6 separate regions of the Mus musculus genome follow, and regions 1, 3, 4, 5 and 6 are each linked to region 2. The links are chromatin contacts, called in public HiChIP or PLAC-seq and promoter capture Hi-C maps. All regions are on one chromosome and are shown on one strand. The core of a region is the stretch at or near the end of the contact, and the rest is flanking DNA. Distances in the headings are between cores, read along the strand shown.

What was found. Promoter capture Hi-C pulls out the DNA fragments that hold promoters and counts their contacts. HiChIP or PLAC-seq counts read pairs in DNA pulled down with a chosen protein or histone mark.
Region 1: an H3K4me3 HiChIP or PLAC-seq map of pro-B cells shows a contact between it and region 2, with 2.8 times the contacts expected there. The contact joins the enhancer-like site here to the promoter of Mad2l1 in region 2. A contact is called at or near these places in 2 of 39 promoter capture datasets (hematopoietic stem and progenitor cells and pre-B cells) and 5 of 115 datasets of contacts at active chromatin or transcription factors (acute myeloid leukemia, bone marrow-derived macrophages, extraembryonic endoderm stem cells and 2 more).
Region 3: a contact with region 2 is called in an H3K27ac HiChIP or PLAC-seq map of T-cell acute lymphoblastic leukemia, with 5 times the contacts expected there. The contact joins the enhancer-like site here to the promoter of Mad2l1 in region 2. A contact is called at or near these places in 2 of 39 promoter capture datasets (the C10 cell line and stem cell-derived epiblast-like cells), 1 of 484 Hi-C or Micro-C datasets (hematopoietic stem cells) and 11 of 115 datasets of contacts at active chromatin or transcription factors (the NIH/3T3 cell line, T-cell acute lymphoblastic leukemia, embryonic stem cells and 3 more).
Region 4: a contact with region 2 is called in a promoter capture Hi-C map of hippocampal neurons, with 3 times the contacts expected there. The contact joins the enhancer-like site here to the promoter of Mad2l1 in region 2. A contact is called at or near these places in 7 of 39 promoter capture datasets (the 3T3-L1 cell line, embryonic stem cells, hippocampal neurons and 3 more) and 7 of 115 datasets of contacts at active chromatin or transcription factors (acute myeloid leukemia, embryonic stem cells and stem cell-derived neural progenitor cells).
Region 5: a promoter capture Hi-C map of hippocampal neurons shows a contact between it and region 2, with 4 times the contacts expected there. The contact joins the enhancer-like site here to the promoter of Mad2l1 in region 2. A contact is called at or near these places in 7 of 39 promoter capture datasets (the 3T3-L1 cell line, embryonic stem cells, hematopoietic stem and progenitor cells and 3 more), 1 of 15 datasets of contacts at CTCF or cohesin (the NIH/3T3 cell line), 11 of 115 datasets of contacts at active chromatin or transcription factors (acute myeloid leukemia, astrocytes, bone marrow-derived macrophages and 4 more) and 2 of 9 other capture datasets (embryonic stem cells and macrophages).
Region 6: a promoter capture Hi-C map of hippocampal neurons shows a contact between it and region 2, with 3 times the contacts expected there. The contact joins the enhancer-like site here to the promoter of Mad2l1 in region 2. A contact is called at or near these places in 8 of 39 promoter capture datasets (the 3T3-L1 cell line, cranial neural crest, hematopoietic stem and progenitor cells and 3 more), 1 of 15 datasets of contacts at CTCF or cohesin (the NIH/3T3 cell line), 2 of 484 Hi-C or Micro-C datasets (the Ba/F3 cell line and double positive thymocytes), 13 of 115 datasets of contacts at active chromatin or transcription factors (the 230-238 cell line, T-cell acute lymphoblastic leukemia, astrocytes and 7 more) and 2 of 9 other capture datasets (liver and macrophages).

What each region holds. Positions count from the first base shown.
Region 1 is chr6:67,068,149-67,072,680 of GRCm38.p6, reverse strand. The region is part of intron 4 of E230016M11Rik (RIKEN cDNA E230016M11 gene); the gene reads right to left. Among named protein-coding and RNA genes, the nearest start is that of Gm29928, 22 kb to the left of the region's middle. Within about 2 kb of position 3,265, at least 114 of the 459 cell types and tissues checked have an H3K27ac peak or open chromatin away from gene starts, as enhancers often do. A contact at or near this core is called in acute myeloid leukemia, bone marrow-derived macrophages, hematopoietic stem and progenitor cells and 1 more, where this site is marked.
Region 2 is chr6:66,532,549-66,537,223 of GRCm38.p6, reverse strand. Mad2l1 (MAD2 mitotic arrest deficient-like 1) reads right to left here and starts at 2,003. Exons shown (of 6, transcript NM_001355624.1): 1 at 1,625-2,003; 2 at 1,120-1,266. The coding sequence starts at 1,697.
Region 3 is chr6:67,127,359-67,132,088 of GRCm38.p6, reverse strand. No RefSeq gene overlaps it. Among named protein-coding and RNA genes, the nearest start is that of A430010J10Rik, 28 kb to the left of the region's middle. Within about 2 kb of position 2,743, at least 79 of the 459 cell types and tissues checked have an H3K27ac peak or open chromatin away from gene starts, as enhancers often do. A contact at or near this core is called in T-cell acute lymphoblastic leukemia and embryonic stem cells, where this site is marked.
Region 4 is chr6:65,818,396-65,822,732 of GRCm38.p6, reverse strand. The region is part of intron 2 of Prdm5 (PR domain containing 5); the gene reads right to left. Among named protein-coding and RNA genes, the nearest start is that of Prdm5, 42 kb to the right of the region's middle. Within about 2 kb of position 1,767, at least 2 of the 459 cell types and tissues checked have an H3K27ac peak or open chromatin away from gene starts, as enhancers often do. A contact at or near this core is called in hippocampal neurons, where this site is marked.
Region 5 is chr6:65,846,555-65,851,209 of GRCm38.p6, reverse strand. The region is part of intron 3 of Prdm5 (PR domain containing 5); the gene reads right to left. Among named protein-coding and RNA genes, the nearest start is that of Prdm5, 70 kb to the right of the region's middle. Within about 2 kb of position 1,914, at least 14 of the 459 cell types and tissues checked have an H3K27ac peak or open chromatin away from gene starts, as enhancers often do. A contact at or near this core is called in hippocampal neurons, where this site is marked.
Region 6 is chr6:65,887,456-65,891,991 of GRCm38.p6, reverse strand. The region is part of intron 12 of Prdm5 (PR domain containing 5); the gene reads right to left. Among named protein-coding and RNA genes, the nearest start is that of 4930544G11Rik, 63 kb to the left of the region's middle. Within about 2 kb of position 3,206, at least 10 of the 459 cell types and tissues checked have an H3K27ac peak or open chromatin away from gene starts, as enhancers often do. A contact at or near this core is called in hippocampal neurons, where this site is marked.

The DNA of each region.
Region 1 (4,532 bases), core at 2,016-4,515, 530 kb before region 2:
TGCCTTCCCCGTGAGACCACTCGCCTCCTCCTCCCATCCCATACAGCTGGAATTCTCCTAGTGCTTTTGGCCTAGCCACACTGTGCTCTGGGTTGTTTTAGTTTTTTAAAGATATGAAAGTGCAGTTTCTCCAGTGATTGGTGGGCACTGTATACATCCTCGTCTTTGCATTCCTGTAGACAGATACAAATGATGTGGACAGTAGGTAGGCACCCAGACATTCCTTGGATGAGTTACACGGGAAAGACTACTAGGCTAATTGCAAGAGCATGCCAAGCTGAGTGAGCTGGGGGCAAGGAGCTCATCTCAGTGCTAGCTCCAGCACACACTGGCTTGGTGACCAGGACAAGTCACTGAGGAGTACTGTCGACCTTCACTGGTTGGTACTTACAAAAAAAACTCCACTATAATTCAATACCCACTCTGATGCTATTGGGGGTACTTATGGCCACAGACTTAGTACCCATTCTGAAGTAGGCTTGTTGGATGTGACTACCCCAGTGACAAGCTTATCATGAAGAACACCAAAAAGCTTTGGATATGACACAATGAATACACTCAAAGGTTCTGTGAGAATGTCCATTATGATTGTTCTTCGTGTTTATGTGTATGTGGTGTATAAATATATGTATGTTTACATGTGTGTCAGCACGGTTATGTGGGGGGTCCAAAGGTGATGTCATGTGTCTTCCTTCATCCTTCTTTACCTCATTAATTGAGACAGGGTCTCTCACTTGAACCCAGAGCTCACCCATTTGTCTAGTCTAGCTAGCCAGCTTTCTTCTGGGATCTTATCTGTTTCCTAAGCACTGGGATTATAAGAGAGCCACCACGCCCAGCAGACATTGGCATCAGTGCTGAACATTCTTACTCTAGTCCTCAAACTTGTACAAAAGTGTTTCACCTACTGAGTCATCCCTTAGTCAGCCTCTCTCTCTCTCTCTCTCTCTCTCTCTTTCTCTCTCTCTCTCATTCATATATATACAAACACTCTCTGTAACACAGTTTCAAATCTTGATTTCCTCAGTTCCAGGCAGGTATATCAGATCTTGATAAACTTATAAGCAACAGCATGTTGGAGTATTTAGTTCTTACATATATCTAAGGCAGCTTCATCTTATATTATTTCCCTGTGAGGCATGTACCTGACACGGTTAAATAGGCCTAGTGTTGTAAGGAAGACTGTCTCTATGCATACTCTCGTCACCCCATGCTTTGGGAATGGGTTATCCTCTTCCCCCACTGAGATCTTGTCATATTTGAAAACCATCAAAGAGCTCACTGCCACCAAAGTGATCTCTTTCTCTTAAAAAAGAGTCTCACCATATAGCCTAGGCTCAAACTCATGATTCTCATGCCTCTACCATCTAAGTGCTGAGATTGTAGCTCATGGCTAACATGAGCTCTCTGTACTCATACTTTTGCTATTAATACTTGTAGTATTACAGATCTGCTACTATTATTAACATCCAGCTATGAGGCTCAATTTGCATATCTTCCTTCTACCATTTACTAGTAGCCAGGCATTAAGAAAATGGATCTTGGCTGAGTATGGTAGCACATGCTTTTAATCCTAGCACTCAGAGCTAGGATTAAAACAAACAGCTCTCTGTAAGTTCAAGGCCAACCTGGACCAGAGAGCAAATTCCAGGACAGCCAGATCTACATAGTGAGACCCTGTCTTAGAAAATAAAACAATAAAAAACAGCAGCAGCCACAGCAACAACAATAACAACAAAAAAAGAAAGGAAGGAAGAGAAAGAAAATAGATCTTTCTGTATTCCTCTTCTGCAAATTAGATACAAGTCCTTTCATATCCAGGAGCTACTGTGAGGATCTTGCTATACAAACTGAAAGCATTGTGTTATACAACCCTCATTAGCAGATGAGATCATAATTCTGCTTTTACAGAATGTAAAAGGTGTTTTCATGCATGGCTAACTTTAGTGAGTGCCATGTCCAGACACTGTTAGTCACCTTATCTATACTGTTTCAGTTATTTCTCAAAGTGATTATAAGCATCTAATTTCTATAAAAACAAAGAGATAGGCTGAGAAAGCAAGACAACACACCTTAACTCACAAATCTTTCATTTCTGAAGAATTCAAATTTAACTCCTAATCCTATACATTGATATTACCCCTGCCATCTCCTTAATACCTTGTATGTCTTTACCAGTCTGCTTCTGGGTGACTGAGGACAGAGTTTATATGAGATTTCTGGCTAAAGCCTGTCTCTTAAGCACTGAAGTAAATACTCACTAGTATATTTTCACTTGGCTGATTGGCTTCTCCACATTTATTGAGCTTCTGCAGTGCCAGATACACAAGAAGTAAAGCAGGAGTTCCACTGTAAGTAGACCATTCTATTGCAGTCTGGCATATGCTACACTGCACACGTCTACCCTGACATAGGATGATCCATATACAACCCAGAGAGTGGAAGCTCAGCCAAAGGAACAACAGATGGGTCAGTTCAGTGCACAGTGAATCAACCACATGCAAATACCCCAAACAAAAACTTTCCAAGAAAGCTCCGGCGCCGAGAATGCTTGGCTGGCACGCAAACCTTAGCAGAGAGGAGTCCCTCTGCCCTTGGGGATTGTACAATGCTTAAAACAGCTCCCCGACTGTGTTTACATCAGCAGATCTAGGGCAAGGGGAGTGCTGGAAGGTAGCTGCCTGCTCTGAGGACTCTTCCTCTGGCCCATGAACAGAGCTCTACTCCTCTGGGCTATAGACACAGCATAGCTAGCTTTCCACAAGACACCCCACGCCCCGAACGGACTAAAGTAAGCACATAAGATAGGAGGAAGGAGCACTGCTCAGTCTAGCAGGCAGTGAGCAAGCAGACTCTGCTCCTCAGCTCCTCACTAAATTCACAAAGCCATTTCCGACAGTGTTCTCAAACCTGCCCTTCCCGCTTCTGCTGCTTGCCTAAAAAGTACGTGGCTGAGAACTTTCCAGAGAGACCTTCTTCTTCTCCCCCCAGCTAAGTTTCTAAGCTTAACTAAATATGTGCTCATCTTTTTGTGCCCCCGTCTTACAGTAGAGAGGGGATAATCGCAAATCATAAGTTGATTTCCTCCACACAATACCACAAGCCACTGGCTCGCATTAATGTTCTCAATTCCCTAATAAAAAGACAAGAGACCCTGTTCCTGTCCCTGTCCCTGTGCCTGCTGCTGTTCCCTTTCTATGACAGAAGTTTGTGGCACACACTCAGGAAGTAGTGGAGGCACAATCTCCACTTAGTCTTGCTGCGACTTGATGTCCCAAGACAGGATGTTACGCAATAGGGGCTTCCCCTTCTCTGAGGAGAAGGGAAGGGGGAAACACAGGAGGGATTTGTGAAGGTGGAATTGGAGGAGGGCTCTGATCAGGATGTAAAGTGAATTATTATTATAGTAATAATGATGAGAAGATGCCCCTGGGCTGCAGAGTTCAGGGTACGGAGAGTTTATGTATCTGAGTCAGGGTGGCTCTGCAATAGGGTGAGACTGAGAAATTCAGAGAGAGTCGGATGATCAGGTCCACAGTGACATGTTAAATAGGTACCTTAGTGATTTGATTAGGTTTGAAACCCAACAGTCGTCATTTTAGTATCTGACTAAATAGACTTCAAACCAAAACTAAGAAGAAGAAATAGGGATGGACACTGTATACTTACTTTTCAAAGAAAAAAAAAAAAACTCCACTAAGAGGGTCTTGCCACTCTAAATAACCATGGAGCAAACAAAAGGGCATCCAAGTTCATAGAAAAAAAACACTACTACACAAAAAACACTACCTTCACACAGTGGTAGTAGGGGACTTCAATACCCTACTATTGCCATGGATCAAAACTGGATATTACCAACAACAGCATCTTCAATGAGTGGTTCTGTTGCTGACCAAACAGATACATACATGCAGAAGAAGGCAAATAGATTCATATTTATCACCCTGCACAAAACTCAATTCCAAGTGGATAAAGGAAAGGACATCAACATAAGCTCAGATACCCTGAATCTGATAAAAGAGAAAGTGGGGAATAGGCTTGAACTCACTGGTATAGGAAAAGACTTTCTGAACAGGACACCAACATTACAGGCACTAATACCAACAATATATAAATGCGATGCCACAAATCTGAACATTTTCTGCATGACCAAGGACACTATCAGTTGGGTAATGCAGCGGGCTACAGGATGGGGAAAGATTTTTACCAATTACCTATCTGGTTTTTGGTTGTGAGTCTAGTCATTAATGGCTGAATCATCGCTCCAGCCCACCAATTGCATAGCTCATAGAAGGTTAGTGTCTAAAATATATAAAGAACTTTCCAGGTAGTGGTGGCATACACCTTTAATCTCAGCACTTGGGAGGCAGAGACAGGCAGATTTCTGAGTGCAGGCCAGCCCGGTCTCTGCAGAATGAGTTCCCGGACACCCAAGGCTACAGAGAAATGCTGTCTTTAAAAAATACAAAAACAAACAAACAAAAACCACCAAAAGCCCAAACAAACAAACAAAAAACAACAAACCAAAAAAA
Region 2 (4,675 bases), core at 754-3,253:
TTTTTACACTAACTGTACAAAGGAGAGGCAAATACAGGTTTTAAATGGGAAGGGCATGCATGCACGCCTGCACACACACACACACACACACACACACACACATGTATATACATGCATACATGGGCAGACTAATTGAAAAGTAAATTCTTTTCAATAAAGTAAATAAATTACATAATTATGAAAAGTCAAGATGCTATGTCATATAAAATCTTACAAGTTAAATTAATGAAACTGTACTTTTAAGAATCAGGAAAGCCACAACTGTGTTTTGGACAGAGTGACCAATTAGCCTTGTGTTTCTAAACTATCATCCTTGCAAGTAAGTGAGCTGCAGGGGGTAAAAGGATCCACAGATACCAGAATTCAAAGCAGATCTTATGCTTAAAAGCCCTGCCGTTTTTGCCTGTGAATTCATATCCAACCTGCACAAGTGTTGATGAATACTCTACTATGGATACAAATAGCAAGGCATGTTTAGAAGTCTGGCCTTAAACTGGACACAGTGGCAAATGCCTTTAGTCCCAGAACTTGGGAGTAGAGCCAGGCTGATCTTTGTGAGTTCAACGATAGCCGGGTCTACATAGCATGTTCAAGGACAGCCAGAGCTACATAAAGAGACCTGTCTCAAAAGCAAAGCAAAACAAAACGGCCTTAAAGACAGATGCCAAGCTAACCATGTTCAGGTGGCCACCAAAAGGCCATTTTAATACTGAAGTTAACAAAAAAAGCAATAAACACTGTTAATGAATTTACAATTAAAACAAACTACAACACCCTTTCACGTACAATAAAACTCAAAGAGAAAAAAAGGCAGTTGCAATGCTTTTAGAATTGGTATTTTGTATGATTTCATTGGGAGCTACAAAGCAAAACACAGAATGGCGAAATCCTTTTAATCGGGTAAAATTTCCAATTTGCTGCAACTGGTTAACCTACAAAACCCACTCTTAAAGCAGCTTAAAGATTCCTAACATCAAGACATTCAGCCTACTTAAAAAGAGGTGGGGATTCCCTCCATTGCTTGCTTCCTCCCAGTTGAGAATGACATTTGAGAAGGCATGTTGCTTTAAGTTACTTGGGACACAAACCTGTAAGATCACACACTGAAAACGTGATTACCTTTTAGCTGTTCCACCACATTATTGAGATACTTTATGAGCTCGGGGTCAGTAGTTGTAAGCAAGGTGAGTCCATATTTCTGCACTCTAGTAAAGGTTTCCGACGGATAAATGCCACGCTGATACAAAATGCTGTTGATGCCAAATGCTGAAAACGAAAGAAATAAAGCCGTAACCGTGTAATAACGTTTAAGTCTCCCAGAAAGCAGAGTAGGCACAAAAAGACACGGAAAACCTTTAACCCAGCAATGTCCAACTTCGCAGGTTTGCTAAGTGTAAATACAGAGCATGTGGTCAGAGGATGTCAACACAGACCCCAGCTTTCAGAGAGCGAGTAAGATGATGACCCAGGTCAGCCCCGTTAGGTTCCAGGAGGCCCAGGCCTGCGCTGGGTGGTGCAGCGTTCCCCGCCCCCGGGAGGATCCGTGGTTCCGTCCTAGCGCGCGTCCTAAGGCCCGGCTCAGCCTCAGCTCTCTCTGGCGGCGGGGGCTGCGCTCAGCACTCACAGAAAAACTCGGCCACGATTTCTGCGCTCCCACGCAGGGTGATGCCTTGCTCTCGGGCGAGCTGCTGTGCCATCACTAGATCGAACGGAGAACACTACCAACCTCACCGCAGACGGCGCCCTAATGGCTTCTAAGCTATTCCCCGCCACCCGGTTCAAAAATAACTACGCAGCCCGCCGGTTGCTCGGTGCGCAGGCGTAATGAGCCCTAAGCCCCACCTACGTCGCCAGTTTCCGGCTGGCTTTGTAACTCCGAATCCCTCCCTAAGGCCGCCTCAGGCTTCCGTTTTGTTCCCTAAGCCCCTCCCACATTAGAGAGCCGGGTCTCTTCAACATTCCGCTCCACATCGGCTCTTCCGCCCTATGCCCAGTTGCACCACGGGTTAAAGCCCCGCCCAAAGCGACTTGTATCCGGCCCTGGCTCCGCCCTCGCTGGCTGACCGAATGAGCAAGCGCAGAGTGGTTGGGGCGTCTTGTTCCAGGTCCTGGTGACCTACAAGGTCCGTACTGTGCAGGACCTCGGATGAGGTGACCTAGAAGCGGCCCAGAGATGGTCCTGAGATTACCTGCCTGTCAAACCCGTGGTCTGAGCATCCCTGAAGCATGGTCTCAGCTTCGAGGATAGTTTCAAGTCTGGGAGAACCTGGTTTTTGGTTTTGTTAAATATGATGAAGGGAACTAGGTGGGACAGAAGCTTAATGATGCTTGTCACCAAGTAGAGAAGCGAACCCCTGCAAATTGTGTACACACACACACACTAATAATCATTTAGTAATGTCTTTATTTTTCTATACTACATAGATTTTATAAGTCCACAAAGGATTTAAATGATAGAGACACTTGATTTCCTTTTTTTTTTTTTTTTTTTTTTTTTTTTTGCAATTAGCTTGCTTTTAAGTTTTTAGTCATATGTACTTTCTTTTTGATCGTTTAAGGCCTATACCAGAGCATGTACGATTACATATGGGATTCATGCTACAGTTTTAATATTGTACAGTAGTATTGTGTCCAGGAGATGGCACATCTTCCAACTATGCTAAATGGTTCTAACTCTGGTACTCAGACTGCATTTTGAAACCAGTTGACTATTAGAGATACTATCATATGCAGGTTTAAGAAGATGGCTCAGTGGGTAAGAGTGACTGCTGTTCCGAAGGTCCTGAGTTCAAATTCCAGCAATCACATGGTGGCTCACAACCATCTGTAATGAGATCTGACGCCCTCTTCTGGTGTGTCTGAAGACAGCTACAGTGTACTTATATATAATAATAATAATAATAATAATAATAATAATAATAATAAATAAATCTTTGAAGAAGAAGAAGAAAGAACAAGGAGAAGAAAGAAGAAGGTTTAGAGCCTGAACTAAACAGATGCCAGGGAAGTTGTATAAACAATACATCAGAGAAAGAAACTGTGACATATGAGGAGGAAAGAAATGGTGGTATAGATAAAAGTGAGGTACTAGCTCTTTCTTACCAAACGGTGGTTGGACTTAATCTAATTTATTTCAGAAACATTAAAAGATCTGGAATCTTTGATGGTTGATTTCTTTCCTATTTCCTTTTGACTGCGTGGTTTAACATTACCTCTCTCCCCATTTATTAAAAGCAATACTATAAAATACTTGAAAAATTCTCAGTTTCTCATATTTACTTTGACTCACAATTTTGTAGACTCTTGCTGTGTATTATTTAGGGTAAGAATGTTTGAACAGGGAGGAATAGAAATTGACCCCCCCCCTTGGTATTAAAATAAGTATTTTTTTTTTCTAAATCTAGAAGCACATAAAGTTTGAGGCTGAAGAAATCCATTAATGACTTAATCAAATTATAGTATAGTAGATCTAGAGTGGTTGCACAGTTAATTCAAGATCCAGTTTTTAGTTAGTGGCAGATTTATTAGAGAATGTATACTCCCTAGTTTAGTCTCCTTTTATAGCATATTTGTTTGAAAAATGCAAATGAGATTCCTTATTGTTGTGGTTATGATTTGAGAAAAAGTTTACTTGATTTGGGCTAAAAACATTTACTTATTAACTAATAACACACACAACTTGTCAAGAAATTTTGCAGTAATAAACCATAAAGAATTTTGTGTGGATACACATTTAATCCCAGATACCAGAAGAGGGCAGTGTTTAACCACACAATGCAACCTTTGAAAAACAATGCAAATGAAGGCTTCAGTGCACCAAGGGAGAAAAAACAGAGATTAATAGTTTCTAGGCATTTGTGTGTTGATAGTGAACCGCAGAATGACATGTTGAATTGTAATATACTGCGGATTTATATTCTCTTTAGAATTTAAAATATGTGCATCATACGTATTGGAAATATATATAAATAAGGGTCTTGAAACTAAGCGGTTTATTTTAAATATCATAGAAAAATTTTAATCTGCTAATTTTTTCTTAAAAATAGTATTTTTACACACTAGAAATGTTATTATATGGGCTTAAGTATTTTTTTAATTTTTTTGTCACAAAACTTAGTGTTACTTGGTTTCTTTTTTTGTATTATTCTTGCAGTAGGCTTTTATGTATGCCATGCTGGCATCAAGTTTTTTACGTAGCCAATTATAGCCAGTATTTCTTAGCTTTCTGCTTCCACCAACGGAATGCTAAAATAACAAGTATATATCATCCTGCCATATTTATTCAGTGCTGGGAATTAAGACCAGGACTTCTTCAAAAAGTACTCTACCAACTGAGCTACCTTTTAACCCCATAGTTTTGTCTTACATTGAGTAATTTTCATTTTATGTGAAGAATTAGAATTAAGTCAATCATTTCTTAGGGCTTACTTAGTATGCGTAATGGGTACACATATATTACATGTCTTTAATGATTAAATTGTCAAGTGTAAATCTCTTAAAGTCCTATTCTCATTCCTCATACTTCCTTCCTAAGAATTCCTTGCTGTTGGCTCAGGTGCTGAACAAGAAAACATACATTTTAGCCGGGCATGGTGGCGCACGCCTTTAACCCCAGCACTTGAGAGGCAGAGGCAGGTAGATTTCTGGGTTCGAGGCCAGCCTGGTCTACAAAGTG
Region 3 (4,730 bases), core at 1,494-3,993, 590 kb before region 2:
AGCATCTCTTGCTCTCTGCCCCCTGACTGCCAAGCAGGATGTGGCTGTCTATTTCCTGCAATGATGATGATGATGAATTAATGTGCAAAAATGATAAGCAAGACCCCAATTTTATAAGACTTGCCTTGGTCATGGTGTGTCATCACAGCAATAGTACAGTGGCAACAGAACAATGACTAAGACACATGTTTTCAAGGTCACACAATTCTGAGCAAAAAAAAAAAAAATGTATTACTGAAGCGGAGCATTCTGGCTGCCCTTGAATTGAGAGCATCTTGCTGGAAATACATAAACAATGTGTACACAGCTGTAAGAACTGGGAAAAGGATCACTGTGTAAATAGACACGTGAGTGGGAAGAACAGAGGAGTGAAATCAAAACCATGACAGAACACAGCTAAGAGGTGAGTTCCCCATCGGACAGCTAAGATATCTGAAGCAGATCTCCAGGGCTTCAAGGCCAGGAGGATCACTTGTCAGCCACACAACACTTATTTTCAGCTTTCCTTTTGTTTACCCAAAAGCTTTATTCTAAAAGGTTAAGTGAATATTGACCTATGCAAAATAAAATTTGGAGAGTTTTAATTACTTCTAATCTCTACACAACAATAATCTCAAAACAACAATATTACCATTTTAACCTATGGCTGCAAGGAAGTATGCACGTATTCCCTTCGTCTGAATGAGTGGTATCACACTAAAGCATTATTTGATATACTGAGGCTAAGACCAACAGGTGAGGTTTGGGGGAGTTACAACCTACAACATTCTCTTTCTGAAAAAATATTTTCAGATCACACCAAAGAATGAAGGTCTTCTGGAATGGTAAACTATGCGGCTAACCATTGATTGAGGCAGATGAGCCGGTTCCGGCTCAGGGATTGGAGAGGCAGCTGTTTAAAATCCTGTTCTGGGGCCACAGCATCTGGAAACCAAATTTACCCTTGAAAGTTCAGGTGTTCTTTTCACAACTAATCTCACCGCTCCCCGGGGCTTTGAAAATACCTTTCTGATGATGATATAGCATTGGAGCTCCTGGGCTGACACTGTTGTTTCACAAGACTGTGACTCTCCAGGTACTTTTTCAACCTAGGATAAATCCAACAGCTCACCCATGTGTCATCCCTGCATGCCTTATGTAAGATGTGGTTTTGGAAAGGGTCTAGCTGCGGTTTTGTTTGTCATGTGGGTAGCAGACCCTCCTCCTCTGTGCCCTCACCCTCCCCAGGCTTCTGTGACCTGACTCCAGTGTGGATGTGACCATCTGTTTCTGCTGCTTGCCCGTGTGTCTGTCTTGCTCACTGTGTCCCCTCAACAGCTGACACGGGGACAGCTGATCTTTCTGGAATAGTCAGCAAATCCCAAATTGCTCATGCCAGAAGCCCCCAGAGACTGGGAATGGCTGTGTCAAACTGGGTCAATGGAGAGGGAAGGGCCAGAGGGCAAGCTTGGGTATAGAGAAGGAGTTGGAGGAGGGGGTACGCTTAACGGAGTGTGACACGGGGTTTGAGGAATGGAAGGCTGCTGGAAATGGGCCCAGAAGCCTTCCCCTAAGAGATCTGTGGAGCCATCTATCTAAGCATCCCTTCATTTACACATCTATTACATGGGAGACATTTTACTAGGCACTAGGAATGATACAGGTACAAAACAAGGTCCTCATTTTCATGCAGGTGATATTTAAAGGTGACAAACAAAACTTAGTAAAGGGACAGACCCATGCTGTATCCATGCTTTGAGATGAATCCTGAAATGGGTAAGGGTCTGGAGGGAAGGAAACAGCAGTTTAGTGAAGACCTAAATGAAGGTGAGCAAAAACCACGTGGGCTGATCGGGGAAATGTAGGCCAGCCAAGGGACAAAGATATATCAGGCCTTGAGACAAGACTGGGCCTAGCATCAAGGAAGGAAGCCAGTAAGATGAAATATGTAGGAATAATAATGCTCACAATTCAAAGGTTTTAGTATAGACATGACACCCAAAAACCTTTTGGATTTATAACAATTCAGATTTAATGGGTTTTAGGTAAGGGATGTTCAACATTTATAATCTTTGCAGGTATTGTCGATTCTGGAAACTCTCAACTCCCTTCTGGTTCAAGCATATTGGATAACGGATCGTTAGCCTGTGTTAACTCACCTATTTCTCACAAATACTAAAAGGGAGCGACTGAGTCACCCTGTTTATAGTGAGGAGACAGAAACATGGGCAGATGGAACTCGCCCAGGCACACACAGCTCATGTGTGCTGAGTCTGGGTCCACGCTCAGGACTCACTCCTAACCACAATCTGTCCTTGGCTTGGAGCCTCAGATTTGTTCTGTGCGGCAATAATCCTGCTGCCCTCTCGTCCCCATTGGTATTTCAAGATGAAGTTTGGTATCATTTAGGCTCGGGTCTGGCTTAGCATCCACATGTACATGCGCTGTGGGTTTGAGAAACAAGAGTAGGCAAAAGAATATCAGTAGGAAGAAAAGGGAGAAGTGAGGCATTTTTGAGATGGTTAGAACCACCAAAGAGAGCTACAAGGTGTTTGAGGACACCGAAGAGGAAGCATCTCATATCAAGATCTTCCTGGAGGAAAGGGGGTGCTCTGAAGCCAAGCCGGCAGAGCAAAGGGAAGGGTGCCGATCCGCCTTGGCTTTCCTCTTCTCATTCAGTGATCCCCGAGTGTGGTAACCATCACTGCTCTCCTGGTAGGTTCCGCTTTTAATGTCAGCTAAGAGCTGATCACTTTCTTCCTGCCTCCTTCATTCTGACCCCCTGCTGGTTTCCTCCGCCGTTGAAGCAGCCAAGAAGTGAGAAGAGCCCCAGAGGCTGCAGATGCCTCGTGGGCTTTGCTCACAGGCAGGAAGAGCGTTTGGGATGCAACAGACACTTTTGCAAAATGGTCCTTTCCCTGAACGCCAGCACAGGGCAACTGTGGCTCAGGGATCCGGTTGGGGAAGGCCACACCTACTCATCCAGCTGGTTCTGGAAGAAGAAAGGAGGCAGGAAGGAGCCTTGGAACCACAAGAAAGGCAAAATCAACAGCTGGGTGTGAAGAACCCCCCACAGCCTGGCAGGACTGGGGCCTCCTCTGCCAACCATACTTCCGACAGCCCGGCCCTTATTTTCTTCCTCAGCAGGGAGAAAGAGGTGTGGAAGTGGGTGGCTCTCAGGAGAGGGTGGCAGTTTTGAAGTAAAGAGGAGTTGTTTCTGATGTCTGCCCGGAGGTAAAGCTGGGTCCCACTGGAATGAATTTGTGGTTCCGGTGAAAGGAGTGATGTTGACAAGGAATTCTTGGATTGGTCTCATGTCCTTAAAAGCTGCTGCCAAGCCAAAGAGGGAAGGGAAGTTCAGCAGAGAAGTATGGGCTGAGACTCCCTGCCCCCCAACACCCACACAGACTTGGCCTCCAGTGCCAATGAGCACATGACTTAGGCTCTCTAACCAAAGTTCTACCATGAGGGAATTTTGCTGGCAGGACCCTGAGTTCAGGGGGCATAAAGTTCAAACGAGAGGGGTGTCTCTAAGCAAGGCCAGCCTGAGCTGAGAGCGTTATGGCCTCTCAAACTTCCTCATCAAAGAGGAGAAAAATGACCAAGCAGAGCCAAACCAGCTCATAGAAGGCGTTCCAGAAGCCAGAGAGATCCCTGAAGAAGTTTCATATTTGAGTTGACACCTAATGTATAGCAGAAGAGGGTGTGGGATATCCCCTTCCCAGATCAGTACCATGTTCCCACACATCAGTCATAGAAAGCTGAAGGTCATTTGTCTACCTGACCAGCCACCAGCTCTGGATAACTTGACCTTAGATAACTCGCTTAGCTTTGCTCTCTTGGTTCCCTTGTCTGTCAAACATACTAAAAAAGTCCATATAACCAGGTTCCTAAAAATACTAAATAAGAACATGTACTTATAGAGCTGAGATATACCTTGCAACCACTTGATAAATTGCAGTGTTCATGAAAATTTCCCATTAGTTTCTGTCAGGAGACACATCTTCCTTGGGGCCTTTTTGATTATGAAGACCTAGAACTAAGCTACTGAGTGGCTCAGCTGAGGTTTGAGTGGAGAGATGGTGTGATAGATTACTGCCAAGGCTAAGCTCTGAGCAGGAGCAGGAGGCGGAGTTGGCCTTCAGCTGAGATGGAAGTCCCAGAGTGCAGATTTCATTCTCTGTCCTTTGTATCTTCCCAATCAACATAGTTAAGCCCACTAATGATGGGCGGGATGGTTTACATCTGCATCCTGAAACTGGAAAGCTGAGTCATCTCTCTTTTTGCTGAGACAGGATCTTACTGTCCTCAAATTCATGATCTTCTTGCCTCGACCTCCCCAGTGGTGGGATGATAGGCACCACTATGCCCGACTCTCAGATTTTATTTCTATTACTATTGTTGCTGTTGATGGGGTCTCCTGTAGCCCAGGCTGGCATCTAACTTGTTATGTAGTTGGAGGTGGGTTTGGACACCTGTCTGTATCTTTCAAGTGCTGGGAATTCAGGTTTCTGCTACCGTGCCCAGTTCTGTCTGTCTGTCTGTCTCTGTGTGTGTTCACACATGTATGCTTGCACATGCATGTACATTCACACTCATGCATATCATATTCGTACACACATGCACATGTAGAGGCCAGCGGTGAATATAAGGTTGTTCTCAACAACACTCCATGTTGCTTTTTGGGACAGGCTTTCTTCTTTAACCTAGGGAGCTTGCTGACTGACTAGAGAAGCTGACCATAGAGACAG
Region 4 (4,337 bases), core at 518-3,017, 710 kb after region 2:
GGCAGTAATCTTCAACCTTTCTAATGCTGCAACCCTCTAATACAGTTCCTAATGTAATGTTGTTATATTAGTATGTGACCCCAACCATAGAATTATTTTTGTTTCTACTTCATAACTGTAATTTTACTACTGTTATGAATTGTAACCTAATATCTGTTTTCCAATTGTCTTAGGTGTGAAAGGGTTGTGGCCCCTCCAGGCTGAGTACTACTTGATTAGGAGAACAAAATGCAGTCATACTGAACAAGCTTGGACACAACCAAATGGTTACCAGCTCCAAAAAGAGAGATGGCTCAGTAGAGAACTTGCTGTACTTGAAGAGGACACAGATGCAGTTCCTAGCATCCACATGGCCACTCACAACTGTCTGTCACAACTGTCTGTAACTCCAGTTCCATGTGAACCAACAGCCTCTTCAATCTTCTATGCAGGCCTTGGGCACTCACATGGTACACACATTTACATGTAAGTATTCACACATACACATAAATACACAAATGAATAAATGAATGAATGAGTGAGTGAGTGAATGAATGAATGAATAAGAGCCCAGTCCTCCTAGCTCTTACATCTAGACTGGCATGGTGAGAGCTGTAAGCAGAGTTACATGAGGGCTTCTCCACCTTCAAAACTCTAAAATAACAAAAAGGTAGCTTTTTTAAGCCTCTGCAAATTCATGGTAATTGTTACACAATAATAGAAAATGAATCTCTCATTCCTAGAACCAAGATTCCTGTTTTCAATCCTGGCACTATATTCTAACTACCTCATTATGACAACATTAGCATAAAGGACTACTTTTACCTGACAGACACTAGGTCACACTTCTGGAATGGCTTACCCGGATGCTGTGTTAGAGCCTGTGGGTGAGTCTAAAACATTCTACATCCACACTCAGCCAGCTACCAGATGACCAAAGCTATGGGACTGAGGTCTTCTCAAGCTTCTTTTATTTTATCCCAGCTAATAAATAATGGCTTGAGATCTCCAAATGTTTCTGCTTGTATAACAACAGTATAAATGCCTTTAAAACCAGCACAAGCATGGTTTAATGTAAGGAAACTAGTCTTCTAGAGATGAAGGGAGGAGACTGGGACAGAAAGAAGAGAGAACTATTATGCATTCATCATACATTTTAATGCTAGCTCTTAGACTATAATCAATTCTTCCTATTTTGAAAATAATTAATCCACATTCTACACTTGCCATCTCATTAGCCATCTCCAAATACTAAATGCTTACGTGGTTGGTATTTACACAACTTACATAAAATCTGTCTAAGGACTTCTATGGATGGATTCTAGTAGGTGTCAATAGCTCAACAGCAAAGCAACTGCTGACTGAGAATGTTTTCTACAGCCTTTTCCCTCTGACATATAATAAACACTTAAAAAGATAGGTGAGGAACGCAATAAAGAGAAATCAGAGAACTCTGTGCTCAACCAGTACTATGTGACCTTAGTTTGAAGTTTTAAAGTATATATATTTTTTTAATCTAAGGCTTTCTAGAAGAGAATGTTTTTCATTTTGCAACTACCTACTCTTTAACATAAGTCACCAAAAATAGCAAAGTGACAAAACCCTTTCTTTGTCCAGAGCAATCTCAAATCACCAGAGAAAAGGTGCCCTGTGTGCACACACACAGAAGGCCTAACATGAAACTGGAGTGAATGCCCAGCAAGCTGCTCTCACCCACACTGAGCGTCAGGGAACATCACAGGGTTGTTAGGTTGAACGCTTCAAGACAAACAGCTTCTAAATACAACCTGTTCTCCTGAGAATATTTACTGCTCTGCCATCATCACCAGGCCTCCCTGACTCTAGCATCTGCTGTCTGATCATACACAGTCAGACAATTTGATATTTCTGCAGAAATAGCTACAAAACTTGGGCTTTAGCATCTATGTAAACTAAAGATGTTCCTCTAAAACACTGCAATTCCTTAAAGCAGGTGGTTTTTTAAAGCTGAATTTTAAAGTGATCTTTAGAAAGGTAACATAGGACATATGCTTACATATTACTTACTCTTTGAATTTAATTAATTCCAAAAGAAGGTCTATGGACCTAGGGGCTAAAACAAGCAGTTGGACAAGCTAGTGGAGTTCTTTACCTCCAGCAAGATGAGATAGCACCTTCGGTTCTGCACTGCTACTGAGAGAAAGTAGAATGCCAGAGTTAAGGAAAAGCATGTCAGTTTGCCTGGGGACAGAGCTGCATGTTTGATGAGTTTGCAGAAGGCAACTTGAGATGCAGTAACCACAGGACGACTCTGCACCATGGTTTCCGAGACTTTCTTCAAGGGAACTATATACTCTCCCACCTCTGAGCCCGAGTGTGGAGCCCAGAGGTTAAAAACAGTCCACGCAGTACTGAAGTCTGCAGCCTCTTCTACACTTAGGTAGTTCCTTTCCAGATCACCTACAATAATCAAATTCACATACAAACTAGAGAAAATCTGGGAGACCCAGACAAATGAACATAGTCCTCCCCTAGTCTCTGAACCTTCCAATAGTAAGAAAATACAAGACTAGCCAAATGCAAAGTAAAGAACATACATGAATTTCAATCAATCTCGAGAGTTTGGCAGATGGGAAGATATCTTTAAAGCTGTGGCTCATTAAATCAAAACTTAGAAAACAGAAAATACATACATCAAAATATTAATAAGCTAAGCTTCTCTAAAAATTCTGCAGAGAACAAAAGTAATTCAGAACAGTCATTTATCATACACTGAAGAAATTACTGGGCTAGTCATTAAATGAAATTTATTCAAGTTCATGAACATTAATCTTCTTTATATGCAAAGCAAACAAAGATTGTCAGGTAGTTTCAAGCAAATGTTGAACCCTGTCTGGCAAGCTTTGGCTGTGTGTTGAAGGTTTATATGTGTGCTGGTGTTTTTGAGTTGCAAAAAATAATATTACTAACTTTATGAAAAATTCTTTAGACTCACTTTTTAAACACTTGATGTTTTTTATGTACATTGGCATTTGCCTACATGTGTATAAGTATGTGTACTGGTGTTTTGCCTACATATATCTCTGTGGGAGGTGTCAGATAACCGGGAACTGGAGTTACAGGCAGTTATGAGCTGCAATGCAGAAGCTGGCAATTGAACCTGTGTCCTCTGGAAGAGCAGCTAATGCTTGTAAACTCTGCGCCATCTCTCCAGCCCCTAGACCCATTTTTTATTGTAACACATAGATCAGAGCTTCACTTTGAAACTACACAGGCCAAAAGTAAGCAACCTCACAACAACTCATACAAAGAAAATCAGCACTGTTCTCAAGGAGACTTGTGGGCTACAATTCTCATTTAATTGCCCAGGATAATGGCAAATGCCCTTGATGGACACAAAAATGCAAAGTAACCAGAACACAAACAGCACCTGTGCTGCTCAAATAGTAACCAACCAACAATGCCAACACCAAGGGACTACACAAGTATAGAAAGACTAGGAAGAGAAGTACTGAGACAAGAAAATGTACAGAAACCAGTAAGAGATGTTCTAACCTCATCTAAGCACAGGGATCAATGCTAATAATAGCCTGCCAAACCTGTGAGTGTAAGCAATAAAAAGGAAGTGCAGTGTTAAAAGTACCAGGGGAGGAAGACAAACAATGTAAGAAACGGGTGAGCAGAGGAAGGTGGGCGAAATCAGGCTTCCAGAATAGGTGATGGGAAGAACTGGGAGAGAGGAAGTCGAAGCAAGAGTGCAAGCAGGAGAATGAGAGAAGGGTCAGGGCAGCTTGCCTCTGATTTTACTACCCATGCACATTCCAACTACACCCAGGGCCCTAACTGAAAGAAACACATACAGCTGGCTCTGCTATGAGCCCCAAATCACCTCACACCTACAAGACTTATAATAAATTCCTTTCATCCAATAAATATTGGAGGTTTGCACAAAGAAATCAAAGATCAAGAATATGTAGTTACTGCTATGAAAGAGCTCAGAGCTCTTGAGAAAAGGCAAAGGCAAACATCACAGGTGCTGAAAACTGGCCTTCAGTGAGGAAAGAGTGGGCCATGAGCAAGCACAGGTCAAATAAAGACAAGACCAACAACACATAGATGGGATGGACTACATGAAGCATCAACACGTGGGTAGGAAGTACTGAGGGACAGGAACAAAGAACACAGAGGCAGGAAATACCAAGGAACCATGATAGAGAACAGAGGGACAAGAATGAAGAACAGAGCGACAGGAAGTGCTGAGGAACAAAGAGAACAGAGAGACGGGGCTTCCACATGGCTCTTGTGCAATATGAAAAAAGAGTACCACCCACCTTTTCATTAGTCAGGAGAATCAAAGATTCTAGATTCTTCCTAAGGGG
Region 5 (4,655 bases), core at 665-3,164, 690 kb after region 2:
GACAGAGAATACAGGAAGTAGAGATAGGATAAGGTACCTCAAGGAAGGCCCCCAGTGATCCACTACCTCCCCCTATGCCCAGGTTGGGCCTGATTTTCAATGGGATCAAAGGTTGAAAGACTGGAACTGGAGGATATATTTCACATACCACACAGTTGGTCATCTTTGTTTTGAACTAATAAGACAACAAAAGCGATAATGTCATTCGGGGAAATAGAAGGAGCTACAAAAATGAGTTGTGGCTCACTTTTCTGTTCTTAACAAGTTTTTTGTTTTGTTTTGTCTTTTGTTTTTTGTTTTGGGGATTTTTTTTTTTTTTGGTTTGGCTTTTTTAGCCAGGGTTTCTCTGTATATCCTTGGCTGTCCTGGAACTCACTTTGTAGACCAGGCTGGCCTCGAACTCGAAAATCCGTCTGCCTCTGCCTCCCAAGTGCTGGGATTGAAGGTGTTCACCACCACCGCCCGGCTGTTCTTAACAAGTTTACAAACAAAAAGCAACTGTAGATTTTTTTTCCTTTTGAATCATCAAAGAGTCCTATTTTTAAAAGCTATACATAGTAATTTAAGCCATCATTTGATAAGTTTTTTTTTTAACAGTGACTACTATACTATGACACTGGTTAGGACCAAATCAACTCAAGATGCCTGCCATCCTGCTGCATTGTTTCCTACTCTATCACTTACTGCATGAACTCTTTCCTGGGAGTTAGGCGGGTAAATCTGACTTACAAGGCTAGGCATATGGCTCAGTGGATAGGCAGCTGCTGCTCTTTCAAATGCCAAAATTCTGTTTCCGGTGCCCATTATCAGGCAGCTCATAACTTTATGTAACTCTGCTTGCACAGAATCCAGCCCTCTCTCCTGGCCACCTCAGGTGTCCATATAGAAACAAGGTGCATGCACATGCACGAACACAGGCACACATCAAACCAGACAGACAGACAGACAGATAGATAGATAGATAGATAGATAGATAGATAGATAGATAGATAGATAGACAATAGTTTAAAAAAGAATCATCCTTTCAATTTCCCTACCTCCTTTCAATACCAACACGACTTACAAAGCTCAACTTTCCCAGACAATTTGTCTATCATCCCTATTAAAGTATCAGGCCTTGTGGGCACAGATTTCATGAACTCATGCATGGGACATTCACTTCTGCTATTTGAAAACAGCAAAAGTAACTCTATCTTCTTTCACACACAAAAAAAATATTAATCCCCACTGTGCACAAATAAACATAACTCGAGAGGAGGGCACGGTGCTTTGGTATTTGAGCAGCATCTGTTTGTGACGTAACCTGGTTCTTGTTTATGTGTTGGCAGGCTGCTGTCCACATGTGGATGATATAAGGGAAAACACATGATTATACACTTGGCAGAGGCACAATTATTCTATTGAAAAGGCAATAGGCTGTGAAAATCCACATCATCCAGCTGAAAAGACCAGCAGGTAATCCAAAGGCAAGAAAACTCAGCTCCAAAGCAAACCTTGGGGTGACAAATTAGTAATTTATATAAGAGTTGGGAAATTTTTTGAACCATTTTTCTACTCAATAGTTATTTACATAAAAAGATGAAAGTTTAAAACAAAGCAAATAAGATAATTAATAGGTACTATCATCTCACTTGAACCTTCTTTACTAAGCCCATGAATAAGTCTCAAGCAGCATATAAACATGATTTCTGCAAGATGAGAGACACCAGGAAACATTTCAGCAGTAAAATCAATGACATCTATAATATTAATCAATCAAACAAAATATGTTTACAGTGAGACATAACGTTTCTGGCGGAAGCACTTCACCCTGCTTGCTTCTGTCATGCACTCTAGCACAGGCACATGGCTCCATCTCCCCCGGTGTCCCTGCTCTCTAAGCATGTCTGAGCAGATGGCATGCACCGACCATGGGATGCATGCATTCCAATGGTAACACCAGGAGTCCCATCCAAACAAAAGCTTTGAAAGTCCTCAGTACTACTCTTCCTGCCAATAAAACACACAGCTGCAAACCTTTCCATGGGATACCATGTGGGTGAAGCATCCAACCTGGCAGCCATGCATATTAAACAAGAATAAGACTTCATAGAGCTTTTGCCAGACATGATGGTGATACTGTAATCCCAGCCCCCATGGGGCAGTAGGAAAAAGTCAGAAATTCAAATCTAGTGTCAGCTACAAAGCAGCACCTTATGTGGAAAGATACAGACAAAGAAAGCACACAGAGCTGGTGATTCGCACCTTAAGTCACTGCACTCCGGGGATGGGGGACTGAAGCACTGAAAGGGAAGAAGCATCTCCTGTCAGAGGCCAGCCTGGGCTATACCTGAGACACTGAAGGGGAGGGAACAATGTCTGTCAGAGGCCAGCCTGGGCTATACCTGAGACACTGAAGGGGAGGGAACAATGTCTGTCAGAGGCCAGCCTGGGCTATACCTGAGACACTGAAGGGGAGGGAACAATGTCTGTCAGAGGCCAGCCTGGGCTATACCTCAGACACTGAAGGGGAGGGAACAATGTCTGTCAGAGGCCAGCCTAGGCTATACTTGAGACACTGAAGGGGAGGGAACAATGTCTGTCAGAGGCCAGCCTGGGCTATACCTCAGACACTGAAGGGGAGGGAACAATGTCTGTCAGAGGCCAGCCTGGGCTATACCTCAGACACTGAAGGGGAGGGAACAATGTCTGTCAGAGGCCAGCCTGGGCTATACCTCAGACACTGAAGGGGAGGGAACAATGTCTGTCAGAGGCCAGCCTGGGCTATACCTCAGACACTGAAGGGGAGGGAACAATGTCTGTCAGAGGCCAGCCTGGGCTATACCTCAGACACTGAAGGGGAGGGAATAATGTCTGTCAGAGGCCAGCCTGGGCTATACCTCAGACACTGAAGGGGAAGGAACAATGTCTGTCAGAGGCCAGCCTGGGCTATACCTCAGACACTGAAGGGGAGGGAACAATGTCTGTCAGAGGCCAGCCTGGGCTATACCTCAGACACTGAAGGGGAGGGAACAATGTCTGTCAGAGGCCAGCCTGGGCTATACCTGAAACACTGAAGAGGAGGGAACAATGTCTGTCAGAGGCCAGCCTGAGCTATACCTGAGACACTGAAGGGGAGGGAACAATGTCTGTTAGAGGCCAGCCTGGGCTATACCTGAGACACTGAAGGGGAGGGAACAGTGTCTGTTAGAGGCCAGCCTGAGCTATACCTGAGACATTGAAGGGGAGGGAACAATGTCTGTCAGAGGCCAGCCTGGGCTATACCTGAGACACTGAAGGGGAGGGAACAATATCTGTCAGAGGCCAGCCTGGGCTATACCTGAGACACTGAAGAGGAGGGAACAATGTCTGTTAGAGGCCAGCCTGGGCTATACCTGAGACACTGAAGGGGAAGGAACAATGTCTGTTAGAGGTCAGCATGGGCTACTTATGAGACCTTGTGGCAAAAACAAACAAACAAGCAAACAAAGTTTGAGCTGTCTGTTGCAGTGGTCTTCACGGTGAAAATTACTGACACAATAACAGATTGATTAATAGTTGTCAACAGATAGTTGTCAAAACTTTCAGATCAAAAAGAAAACCTCTGAAAACACCAAAACCGATGTAAGGTAAGAAAAGGACAAGTTGAGTTTAAAATAATGAAAAAGGCAGAGAGGCCCAGCTTTGTGTTGTTAAAGTGCAAAGAAATCCACCTCCTTTAGAATCATGGTCTGTGATCAAGCACACAGCAGGGAACAGTTCACCCTATCCCAGAGAATAGATGCAATCTTAAAAATTAAGCCTGTGATACTGGCTGTTAGTTTACAGTAATTGCCTCTTTTATGTTTAGGTATAGGCCTTCAATTCCTGATCTCTCCAATACTTTTAACATGAGGTGTGTTGTATTTTGTCAAATGCTTTTTCTGCATCTAAGGAGATGGTTATGTGATATTTTTTTAGTCTGTTTATATAGTGGATTACATTAATGGATTTTCAAATATTAAACCAACCTTGCATCCCTGGGATGAATCCTACTTGATCATGGTGAATGATAGTTTTGATGTGTTCTTGGATTCGGTTTACAAGAATTTAATTGAGTATTTTGCACCGATATTCATAAGCAAGCTTGATCTAGCGTTCTCTTTTTTGGTTGGGTCCTTGTGTAGTTTAGATATCAGAGTAATTGTGGCTTCATAGAATGAATTAAGTAGTGTTCTTTTTGCTTCTATTTTGTGGAATACTTTGAGGAATATTGATATCAGGTCTTATTTGAAGGTTTGGTAGAATTCTGCACTAAATCCATCTGGCCCTGAACTTTTTTGGTTGGAAGGTTCTTAATGAGTTCTTCTATTTCCTTACAGGATATGGGCCTGTTTAGATCAACCTGCTCTTACCTTTGGCATGTGGTTAATGGAGAGATACTTGAATCAATCCTACTAAAATCAGGGCTAAGACAAGGACCACTAACCCTATCTCTATTCAATAGAGTACTCAAAGTACTAGCTAGAACAATAAGACAACAAAAAGAGGTCAAGAAGATACAAAGTGGCAAAGAAGAAATAAAGGTATCATTATTTGTAGATGACATGATAGTATACATAAGCCACCCCCAAAACTCTACCAGAGAACTTCTCCAGAAGAAGACAAACAACTTCAGCAAAGTGGCCAGATTTAAA
Region 6 (4,536 bases), core at 1,957-4,456, 650 kb after region 2:
AAATGCCTGCAGAAATACCAAACAACAAACATCACCATCACACTGCCTGATCACACCCAGTGTTTCAGTGGAGATAATGATTTAGGGGGATGGCAGCTTGTTAAAGGGCCACAGACGAGCAATTAAATTGATCTTGAGGTCTCCTACCTCAGTGACCCATACTCTGGGTATGAACCAGATATTATATCTGATTTAAGTGGGAAAGGCTTTTCATACAGGGAGTTGTTTAGCCACAGGTGACAGAATGCAGACCTGCACATTTCCATTTATGATCACTATTCTCAAACAACTGATATATTAAGAAGAAAATATCACCAAGTAGAATATATGCTAAGTTCAAGATTAACAGTAAATGGAACACCTGTGAGTATCAAGATTCTCTACCATTCTTCTAATAAGAAAAACAAAAACATAAAAGAAAAACTTTAAACTAAACAGTCCTAGCCAGAATCAGTTACAGTAAGTTTGGGAATAGTTAGCCAAAACCTGTGGATACTGGTGAGCTGGATCTTCAACCATGTGCTCCCTCATTGTTCTAGAGTCTGTTTCCCACCAACTACAGGATAAAGCAATGGGAATGATAATGAAGGGGAAAGCAAAGGACGTGGGTATAGGAGAGGGACTGGATTAGAACAGCAAGCCCAGTGCTTCCTAACTCTTGTCATATCTCTGAACAAAGAAGGTCTTTCTCTTTTTGTTTGTCTGTTTGTTTGTTTGTTTTGTTTTGTTTTGTTTTTTGTTTGTTTGTTTTTCAAGACAGGGTTTCTCTGTGTAGCCCTGGCTGTCCTGGAACTCACTTTGTAGACCAGGCTGGCCTTGAACTCAGAAATCTGCCTGCCTCTGCCTCCCGAGTGCTGGGATTAAAGGCGTGCACCACCACGCCCGGCTTCTCTTTACTCAATAACTACTCCTAAGGTTTTGTTTGTTTTTGTTTTCTTTCACATTGTCAAGGAGTGTTCTCAAGAATACTTGAATGAGATATCAGTTAGACGTGATTTCAAGGTGGCAAGAACCTACAGATTCCTAAACAAACTACATTTTAAAAGTATTTTGGAGGTTTCCATGATTTAATGTCAGGGAAGAGTCAGCACCCACAATTCAGGATTCAAAGCACAGTTTTTAAACTGAATTGTCTAAACATTCGTTTAAAAGTCTTAATCAGGAATATAGCCATTTAAAATGCATTTTGTTAAAGTTAACACAGAGAAATTTTAATTATTTAAGTATGATATCAAACTAATTTTTTATCAGCATTCAACAAAGATGTTTATGGAGAATCCTAATATATGCCAAATTTCAGATTTTGATAAAATTGGAAGAAATTATATGAGCTTGAAAATTCTTTATTTTTAGAAAATTCTCGTAAACTGCTATAAACAGATACTAAATAAAATGATAAGTAAGATATCATTCAACCTAATATTCGATGAATAAAACTCATTTGACTTTGGGAAAGGAATCTTAATTTTGGTGCCAGTATGGCAATAGAATATTCAAGACAATGCTTATGGTAACTGTTAGGTCCAAAGTGGGCCCCCCAAAATGGCAGCCCACAATGTCTTAAATGAGAGTCTCGACTCCTGGGTAAACAGAAGGATGGCTAGTGGGATAAATGAAAAGCCTAACATCAACATCCCTCAGAAACGAGTGGCACAGGCTTCCATGTCAGGAAGAGCCACTGTTTCCAAAATGTCAAACTGGGGGCATGTCCATTCCCAGGGATCTCTAAGACTATTCCATAGGAGGTCAGGAACACTCTCTTTCTAAAGCTACTGTATAATCTTCCTTTGGACCACGTTGACATTTACATGAATGGTGCAATGTCACCATGGGGAAACTGCTAATCTAGTGCTATAGATCTGAGCAACGTTCTCAAACTCTACACAAGCCACTACATTCACCACAGCTATACGCACTAGAAATAAATGCTGTTTCCACTTGGGAATATGTTCCCTGGAATACAAAATGACTGATTGTATTAAACCTAAACCTAACCATTGAGTATCATCTTTTTAATATGGGAATTGGATGGGGGAGCTCTAGCAATGCACATGATAGTAGTCTCAGAAAGCCCCTGTTCGGTAGAACTGAGCTTCCAGCTTTTGTCATGGAACATTATGCTTATATAAAGCAAAAGGACTGACCACAAGAGTGTGCATTGAGAATGGCTATTTGGAGAATATTTTTTAATACACAAGGAAAGAAAGGAGGCAGAAATGACAGTGTAGCAAGCAATATTTCTTACAAAATTTCAGAAGGGAAACAGGCAAGAAAGGGGACTTCTGAATGGGTATGCTGATGAGCTCTGGGTGGCATTAACAAATGTGGAGATCTGCAGGCCTCAAAAAGATGGTTCCCGTATGACCTGTGCATCCTGTTACAGAATCCTTCATGCGTGAAAGGTTCATGCCAAACACAACACAGAGTGATGGATTTTAAAGTGATAGAACAGAAAAGGGTCACTGAAGTATTTTCAGGTTGCACACAACAGCAATCCTTTGCTCAAAGTCTGATTCTTGGTTTTCAGTCTAGGAGCAAATAATATCCCAAATTATTTGATCAAGATTATTAAAATACTCTGGAGGATTGCTGCATATTCTGCAACTCCAACTACACATCACAGGATGAGTGAAGAAACAGATATGAAAATGTAGCTGTCTCCTCAAAAACCAGACAGTCAAGTCAGACAACGTCTTCATTTTCACTGATGGCTTGTGGTTGGAAAACATAGTTACTTTCTATAAAAGCATGCCAACCTGGAATGAACTTCCTATGGCATATTTCAGCAAAATGAATATTTTTACATTTTCTAATAAGGCGCATTGCTTACATTGCTAATGAAGTCAACAGCTGTAGAGAGAAAGAAGAGCTCCCTGGGGCCCTCCTGAACTGTCAAGCATAAGGTATTGAGGCAGCAGTGTGTGCCCAGTGTGTGCCTAGCCAAGCACCACACCCACAGAACTGTGTGGGTGCCCACTGTGATCAGGATCCATGTCCCTTGGGGTACTGTTGTTTCACTGAACAGCCCATAAACAACATGGAACTCTTGGCAGCAGGCAAGCTCAAAGGCAACCAGAAATTGCAAAACAACATAAAAAAGAGAGGAGTGAACTCATACCATTTCACAGAGGAAAATAAAAATGAACTCAAAGAGAAAAGTCATATAGCAAAACCACAAACAGTAGAAGCTCAGCTGCTCCTCTGACTGAGCACAAAGTAGCCACAGAAGTCAGTGAGCCTGGTGTTAGCCCTTAGGGGTAAGTGGATGCTCATCTTCTGAGGATGAGACAAAACCCTGTTTATTCACACATGGAAGAGAAACCCATCTCAAGATTGCTGCTGCAGCAACCAGCCAGCAGCCAGACATCCTCAGCTCTGCCACACTGCACCAGCCACACTGCAGGAGGTTATCTCTAAAGACACTTGTCTTTCAAAGTAGACAAAGCAGGGTTGGAAACTGGGACTCTGAAAGGGGTCTGAGTTTAAACAGAAAAACATGGTGATAAGAAAAGAACAACACAAATAAGCAGTTATACAATTATTTGCACAAATACACACTTAACTCTACTCCTTTTCCTTGCCCTGAATGTGTCTAAAAAGAAAAATCTATCTACAAAAATGCATTGGCTCACTATGCCTCAATTTGGCCCAGAGTCAGATATATGGTAAACTGCAACAATGTAGAATAACTGGAAATTTTAGAATATTCTTTCACTATATATTTAAATATATCTCTTTATATAAACATGTTTATTTATAAATAAGAAATATTTATTATTTATTTGTATATTTACTAATTTGTATGTATTTAATATATTTATTTACATATAATGCATACTATACATATTTATAAATACTTATATAATATATTATATATTTTATATATTTATATGTAATATATTACATAAATATAAATTTGCATTTATATATCATTTTATATATTTATACTACATACTATCTGTATTGAATTATATTAGACAATAGGACAAGCATGACATAATACCTCAAACATTCAAAGTAATGAGTAACATTAGTCGTTTGTGCTTCTCTGCTGTTCACTCTTCCTACAAGTAAAGTCAGATGAAAGTGCATGAGTTCACAAGGATGGAGTCATTATGAATATTCAAGGTCTATATTTTCTGTGCTGGAACCTATGCCTTAATGTCTTCTGAACTATATAAATCTCTACTTTTTGTTTTTTTAAGATTTATTTTTTATTATTATATACAAGTACACTGTAGCTATCTTCAGACACACCAGAAGAGGGCATCAGGATCTCATTATGGGTGGTTGTGAGCCACCATGTGGTTGCTGGGATTTGAACTCAGGACCTTCAGAAAAGCAGTCAGTGCTCTTACCCACTGAGCCATCTCACCAGCCCAAGTCTCTACTTTTAAACACATGGCACCAAGCTTGATTCAGTCACACAGCATGACTTTGAGATCATTTACTGTAGGTATATTACTCTGATATGCAAACATAACTCACTTTCTCTACAAACGTCCTGCTCTCCTTCTATCTACAAATAACACAGGG